Regions from separate parts of the Mus musculus genome. Here region 1 is linked to region 2. The links are chromatin contacts, called in public promoter capture Hi-C maps. All regions are on one chromosome and are shown on one strand. Each heading gives the region's core, a stretch centred on a gene start, on an enhancer-like site or on the middle of the called end of the contact. The rest is flanking DNA. Distances are from core to core; before and after follow the strand shown.

Evidence for each region. Promoter capture Hi-C pulls out the DNA fragments that hold promoters and counts their contacts.
Region 1: a contact with region 2 is called in a promoter capture Hi-C map of hippocampal neurons, with 5 times the contacts expected there. The contact joins the enhancer-like site here to the promoter of Derl2 in region 2. A contact is called at or near these places in 2 of 39 promoter capture datasets (embryonic stem cells and hippocampal neurons) and 3 of 115 datasets of contacts at active chromatin or transcription factors (embryonic forebrain, embryonic midbrain and embryonic stem cells).

Annotation. Positions count from the first base shown.
Region 1 is chr11:72,153,528-72,157,382 of GRCm38.p6, reverse strand. 4933427D14Rik (RIKEN cDNA 4933427D14 gene) reads left to right here. Exons shown (of 19, transcript NM_001361564.1): 19 at 1,945-3,454. The coding sequence ends at 2,062. Among named protein-coding and RNA genes, the nearest start is that of Pitpnm3, 20 kb to the right of the region's middle. Within about 2 kb of position 1,997, at least 47 of the 459 cell types and tissues checked have an H3K27ac peak or open chromatin away from gene starts, as enhancers often do. A contact at or near this core is called in embryonic forebrain and hippocampal neurons, where this site is marked.
Region 2 is chr11:71,017,043-71,020,768 of GRCm38.p6, reverse strand. It overlaps Derl2 (Der1-like domain family, member 2), which reads left to right and starts at 1,466. Exons shown (of 7, transcript NM_033562.4): 1 at 1,466-1,625; 2 at 2,392-2,457. The coding sequence starts at 1,533. Mis12 (MIS12 kinetochore complex component) reads right to left here and starts at 1,158. Exons shown (of 3, transcript NM_025993.3): 1 at 580-1,158.

The DNA of each region.
Region 1 (3,855 bases), core at 748-3,247, 1.1 Mb before region 2:
CACTGCCACAGCCTCCTGAGACCAGAAGACAGAGGCTGGAGCCCACAGTTAATAGCTGAAACTGAAGTTTCTTCACTTTGTTGGTTATGGTGCTGGTATTGAACCTAGGACCTTGTATACTCTGGGCCAACCCTCTGCTGCTGAGCTACATCCCCAAGCCTTGTATCACTTCCAGTTGAAACCTTGAAAGGTTGCATTCTCTGGAAGGTCAGGTGATCTGGGTATAAATGGGTCTTCGTAGGGACCCCACTGAATATCACATCTTCTCAGTTGCTGAGGTGACTCTAGACACTGTTGTTCCCTAGGCCCCATATGTAAACAAACATATCTTCTCTGGAGGAAATCATATCATAGGAGGCTTTGTTTACTTCTGTAATGTTCATAAACAATGTCTATTTTATAGTGAAAATAGCCAGGCAACAGAGAAGCAATCAACAGACAGCACATCCACAGCAGCTCCAAATAGTGAAACTTTATAGACTCAAGGAGCTGCCTGCTGGGTAGAAATAGGAGACTCAACCTAGAATTCTGCCAGAGGCCTGGGAGCTCGCCAGAATCCAAACATACATCCATGGGGGTAGTGGGTGGGGGAGGCAGGGAACCATAGTTTCTGAAATGAGGAATGTATTAGATAGGCACAATAGCAAGTTGGACACAATAGAAGGGAAACCTGGAAGCTTGGAATGTGGAACAGCGTGTGTGTGTGTTTGTGTGTGTGTGTGTGTGTGTGGGTGGGTGATGTGTGTGTGTGTGTGGGTGTGTTGGGTGATGTGTGTGGGGGTGTGGGGGTGTGGGTGATGTGTGTGTGTGAGGGTGTGTGTAAAGGCATAATTAAAGATGAACAGTGAACTGGGCAACTAGGCAATCATGTGAGGTTCTGCCTTGGGAAAGGAGAGTAAGAGAAGGATTCTGAAACAGTGTCCAGAGCGACAGAGCTGTCATCTCCATAGTAACAAAGGCCACGAAGACAGAAGAAGCTCTAAAAACCCCAAGTGAGTCTGAAAATATCGCCATATGATTTATGTATTAGTTATAGGTGGAAAATAGTAATTTATAAGGGAAGAAGCCTGGCAGACATAACCATATCTGAGTAGCGAAACTCAGCAGTCACCAGTGAAGGGACAAGCTCTGAGGGGATACAGCATCCCCCTTCTGCATCTGTTCCAGAACTATGCAGCTGACAGTGATTATAAGAGAATACTAAACAACCCAGGATATGAGGACAATGAGGGGAAAAAGCTTTACTCTCCAAAAAAATGTTCTGGTCTGAAAGAGAGACTGAGGAACGTATTTTAAAGGAAAGAAATCTTAAGAGACATGACAACTAAATAGCCTGGATTGGATCCTGGATTCTAAAAAGTTTTAAGGGCCTTATTTGGATGGATGTCAAGGTTTGAATAAAGTCTGTATGTAAGATTAGATAATGGTTTACGGTAATGTTACTACAGTTGTCTACACAGTGTCTTTTCTAGGACACACTGAAGTTCTTGAGGGATTCCAGGTTTTCAACATAGTTTCTAACAGTTCAAATAAAAAAGGATGTGTATTGTGTATACATGCATATGTTTATGTCAAGGTTTCTGGGATATGGAGGACCTTGCCCTTTCCTACAGAGAAAGCACGCATCTCCTCTGAGCTGGGCTGGACTGTGGCCAGCTTATTCATTTCCAGTCAGCTCTGATTTCAGCCATCTCAAGGGTGAGGTCCATTCTGCCTGTTTTGGTGATCCTGCAGGGCTTGGGGCTCTAGGTGCTACCATCTTAATATCTGGGAGAGCCAGGCCTCCCCCGCCCCCTCCCTTCTTTTTCTTTTCCAGAAACATCTTGGCTCTTACGGGCTTTTGATCTCCACACAGTTTCTGAGCTGATTGACTAGGTTTTCATGAATACTGAACAGCTCTGTGTTTGGCTGCCCACGCCTTCAGCTGTGTCCTTTGTCTTCCAGCTTTTCAGATGAGCTGGTAGATGAAGCACTGGGGGCCGTGGCTGCAGAACTGCAGGATGTGTGTGAAGACTATGCAGAAGCTGTGTTCACCTCAGAGTTCCTAGAGGCCGCTGCATGAGAGCTGTCCAGGCAGGGCCCTCAGATCACTGCCGGAGAGTCAGCGCCACCCGCTGTCAGCCCGTGGGGGAATCTCTGTCCTCAGCTGCCCACTGAAGGATGCCAGGGAGCTCACCCTCTCCTTGTCTTAGCAGTGCTTCTAGAAGTTATAAAAAGGTGGGTTACATTTGCTAGCGCCTGAGGAGCATGAGACAATTAGAAAGGTACAACATTTCAGAATGTATAATTTTCCTCTGACTCAGTTGGAAATCAAAATGTTTTGAAAGGTAATGGATAAAGATATTTCACATAGGGATTCCAGCCTCTGTTAAACCCATGGGGGTGGAGGGATCAGTGCTAATCCAAGTGCCGTTACTGTCTGGTCCCAGCACCTGGCTCCTGTTGGCAAGTGTGCTCATCACATTGTCACTGGTGGTGTCGCCTTCCTGGGCGGCAAGCTACATGGAATGCAGAGTGGTGGTGCCACTAAGCCTCTGCTCAGTGGCAGTGGAAGTGGGGAGCCCAGCGCACGGGCACACGGAACACACAGGCCCAAGCACACCTTGCTCCGTGGCTCTCACTTTCTAGGGTGTTTCACGTTCTCAGTTTCTCAGAGTCACTTATTGCTGTTTGGACACATGCTAGTATAAAAAGCATTTCTCTGAATATAGAAGAATTTGAAGACAGGCCTTCCCCATGCCAGCTCACTCCCAGAGAGCAGAAGCGTCTGCACCATGGAGCATCCCATCTGGAGGAGGGAATCAAGCCGGTGACTTGAGGACTTTGGGCTCTTCTGAGGACCAACGATGCTGCGTGGCCTTTGAAGGCTCTTAGGTCCCGGTGGCAAGGTCCTCAGGACTCGGGATTGAGAAACAGAAAAGGAATGTGCGTACAAATAGGCAGTCACCCGAAAAGACTTTTCCTGGATCCGTTTGCCTCAGCTATTTGTGGGAGGCTTGGTGAAGGAAGGGTAAGGAACAAAGGGAGAGACACCCAAGGACGAATGTGAGTCTGTTACCACAGACGCCTCGACATGGTCTCCTGGGGTGGTTTCTAAGGTACCTTCCTGTTTAATACTACATAACCTCGGAAAGGACATCAAGGGACTCATAGGTCTTCAGTCTGGAGAGTTAAACATGTACACTTGAACCGGTAGAATCCCTTGTCATTGGTAGTCCTCATTTGTCATTTGCGGTTTTTACTGTGCTGATTAAAAAAAAATAAACTCAGTATTTTAAATTGTGAACATGTCTATTTGAAGTAATTTACATCTCCTTTTTCCCACAGGTAATGTGAAATGGAATTTACAGGAACCACTGGGAAGGGAATACTTTTGTATTTGATATGAACATAGTAGACTATTTGCCACCTCAGAGAAAAAGGAATGCTAATAAAACCTAACATTTATTGAGCACATACTAGAGTATTGTACTAAAAATGTCCCCTGCATAACTTAATGTGGGGTGCACTCTGTGTGAGAGACACCACCACACCCCCATTGATAGATGAGAGCAGGAAGGGAGAATCTGGGCCATCTAGCCTGATGTCATAAGATAGGCCACGGTCATGGAGTCACTCTCCCATGAAGATTACTGTGTCATGTGCTCCTTCCTCTCCCTGTCCCCACTCAGTATCCTAGACACTGCCTCTGGAGCAGAGCCTTTGCTGAGTACGTCCTGCTGTAGCCTGTTCTTACAGGTCTGACCCAGCCTCCTATACCAGGTGACCCTCACTAGCTCAGGTGGGTGAGCCTCATCCCTGCCCCGTGTCCAGGGTCTGCTTCGGAGCCCAGACTTGCAGTCACAGTGAGACAAA
Region 2 (3,726 bases), core at 217-2,716:
GAAACTACCTCCACCTTCCACCTTCACATATGTTGTTTCTATTGAGATGACTTTCCTAAAGACTGTATTTTCATTATCTGAATAGATTGGTCATCTGTTACAAATTACCCAATCAACTGACCACTTGCACCCTATAATTCTCTTAAGTTTGCACTCTAACTTTGCCTCCAAGTTTTCACCATTCCTGGATTGATGCGCCATGATTACATAACCAAATACCTACATCCAAACTTCCAGTTTTGAGAAAAGTTCCAATGTTGCCTTTTCTCTGTTGGACACTGCCAATGCTATAATGAGGCAGTAGCTATAAAGATGCAGTTTTACCAACAAGTTGCTAAGACCACTCCCCAGTGTTTGCTCCCATTCTACGTTGTCCACACTGGCCTAGAACTTCAGGATGGAACAAATCCTCTGGCTTCAGCCTTCAGAGTGGCTAGGAGCCACAGGTCGGTTCAACTACTTTCAGCTTTCTAGTCTTCCTTCTAAATGCCATTCTCTCCAACTTTTTACTTGGTTCCTACCAGTCTTGACGGTCGCATTTTTTTGTCCCACAATTTTTAAAGCTTCTTTATAACTTACTGAACACGTCTGCCACGGTCAGGATAGTCTTTGCTCCAGCCCAATCTAATTCTATTTTCTTTCCTTCAAGTAAGCATGCAGTAGGCGCAGATTCCAGAGCCAGTTCGAATACACATCCCTGAAGAACCGCCTCCGCTTTCCCTTCATCTACCGTCTCTTCTCTGCTAGATTAGAGTTCCTGCGGCTGAAGATAAACATGAGAGGTCCTCACACCGTCTCGACGAATGTAATGGACTTCAGAGCCTACGACCGCCACAGACAAGGCCCAGAAACCGCAGAACGGGAAGCGCTTCCTTCAGCTCCAGCTCCCGTACTACCCCGCGGCCGCGATGCATGCCGGGAACTCTAGGTCTCCGTACCCAGGCCGGCCAGACCGGAGGGATTCCCTACAGAACGCTCCGCCGCCCCGACGCCACTCCTCGGTCCCGCCCTTTCCGCTCCTCCTCGGAGAGCACACAGCCCCTACCGAAGCGATCCCGGGAGTGATGGATTCCGCCCCACACCGGCTTCCCGCCACTTCCTTCAAGCTACACTCAGCGGCTGGAAGAAGGCGGTAACACCGGCTCCTCCGAATCGACTGAGACCTGCCTCTGCGAACGAACGCCAAGGCGGGCTGGATCGCACTCCTGATTGGCTAGCCGTGGGTCAAAAGGAGCCACTGCGATTGGTAAAAGGAAGGCGACAAGGAGGGAAAGCTAGCTGTGGCCGGCAGGGATTGGCGGACGGAACTGGTCCTTCTCTCTGCGTTGGTAGGCGGAGAAGTAAGGATGGACCGACGCAGAGGCGCAACTCTTGATTGGTGGGTGAGCGGCCCCAAGGCGCCAGCGATTGGTGGCTGTCCGAGTACGCAGCGCTGATTGGACAGGAGTGGGTAGGCTGAAGGCCAGCTTTGAGTCCGCCCCGCCGCCTGGCATACTGGCGGAAGGGGAAGGGGGGCAGGCGCGGTGGGAAAGATGGCGTACCAGAGCCTCCGGCTGGAGTACCTGCAGATCCCGCCGGTCAGCCGCGCCTATACTACCGCCTGCGTCCTCACCACCGCGGCCGTGGTGAGCAGCTGTGGCGCCACATCCTCTTTTTCCAGGCTAGCTATGACTGCGTCTTCAGAAAACGGGTTTGGGCCGCGGAGAAGCCCAGTGGGTCTGGTCCCAGGGGTGGGTGGAGACATCCGGAGCTGACTCTAGGGTTTGGGATATTCCCAAGGGTGCCAAGCCAGTGACCTGAGAAGGGTGTGCCCCTTCGTGAAGGGCCAGGTCAGTTTCAGACAAATGAAATCCAGACCTGTAGTGAATCAGAAGTGCGGGAGCCGCCCACCCAAAAATGTGTCTGAGAGGTCCAGGTGACTAGTGGGAGTGAGGTCCGCTAGGTTCACAGACTATTATATTGAGTATAGAAATCTCGAGCTATCTGGAAACATCTTTCAAAAGACGGCCTATGGATATAAGTGTCTGGCCGCTTGTACCTATCCCTAATGGTAGCAGGGTCTTAGTTAAACCCCTTATTCCGAGTTGTCTCACCTAGCTGAGGTGGTGACCACGTGACGCACAGATTTGTAAAAGATGCTGTTGGCTTGTCTCTAAAATATGCTCACCCGCCTGCCTTATAGCATCCTCAAATATTGCAACATCAAACTGACATTGTGTGTTTATACAAAACGGTTGTGCAAATTCTAAAGAATCTCTTACCAGCTGTCACAAGCAAGACAGAAATGTATTCCAAGGGACAGAAATGATTAGATCTACTCATCCTTCGTGGTTCATGATGAAATTTTGTTTTGCGGTTGATCGGCTTCAAGAAGCTCTTTTTCCATTTCAGCAGTTGGAATTGATCACACCTTTTCAGTTATACTTCAATCCTGAATTAATTTTTAAACATTTTCAAGTAAGTGGTCTATATAGCAACTGTGATTAATGTTTTCATTATCTTTTTTTTTTTCGTATCGTTTAGTAAGTAGTAAATCCTGTGAAATAGAGTCTCAAAAAAAATAACCCAGTAGGGGAATCTCTGATTACAGGTCTTTTTGAGATGTAAAGAGGGCATTCCACAGCCTGGTTGGACTCTAGAATGGTTTGAGAGCTGCTAAGTATTTGGGAACTCCTTATATACCAAACTAGAGTTGCCAGGGGGGAGCCAGGTGCAGACAGAGCAAGCAGGAGGATGGCAGGTGCTGGATAAGCTTGAGCTAGAGAGAGAGAGAGACTGTCTTAAGAACATAATTTTTAGTGTGTCTTTGATGTGTTGAGATTTTATATTTGACTACAACTAGTTAAGAACTAATGTGGCCATAGTCCCAGCAGTCAGGAACCTGAGCCCACCTTGAACTACATACCAAGGAATTGTCTCAACACACAAACAACAGGAACAACAACCAACAACGACAACAACAGTAATAATAATGTGATCTGAGAATAGACTGATGAGCTGGCTGCCCAGGGAGTTTCACAGGATAGCCAGCCTTATTTTGTGTTTTTTCCACCCAGACACACCTACCTACCACTGTTGTTAGTCCTCTTGGGCCAGCTCATAAACTCAGTTCTGGTACAACTTTAACATTGATCTGTCTTCTAGAAGTCAGATTATCCTAACAAAAGTCTTATACCATTATCTAAAAGAGAATGTGACTTTCCAGATTATAGTTTGAAGAAGTCTTTTTTCCAGTAATTAAAATGCTAAAGAGATGTGTGTTTTCGTGCCAGGATGGTCATTTACACTCTAGGTGAAGTGGCTGTAATTCTGCTTTGTTGATGCTTTCCCCTGTCCCAGATGTGTTACACTCCCCTTGTACCGTTGAACTCTAGCTTGCCTTTCAAGATTCAGCTTTTGTGTAACCTCAGATACTTTATCTGTTAGAGCCTCTCTCACCTGTCAGTGTCCTCACTAGGATGAGAATTCTATAAACTCTGGATTGTTTGCATGTGAATAGAATGCTGGCTCCTTTTCACACTGCTGTGACAATATCTGACAAAGCAAACTTAAGAAAAAAAAAGGGTTTATTTTGGCTTAACAGTTTGTTGGTAAAGTCCACTGTGGTTGAGAAATTGTGGCATCCAGAGCTGCAGGCAGTTGGTCCCATTGCAGCCAAAGCTCTAAGTAGAGGTGCTCAATTCACTTCCTTCTGTTTAGTTGTCCTAGGACCCCAGCCCATGGAAT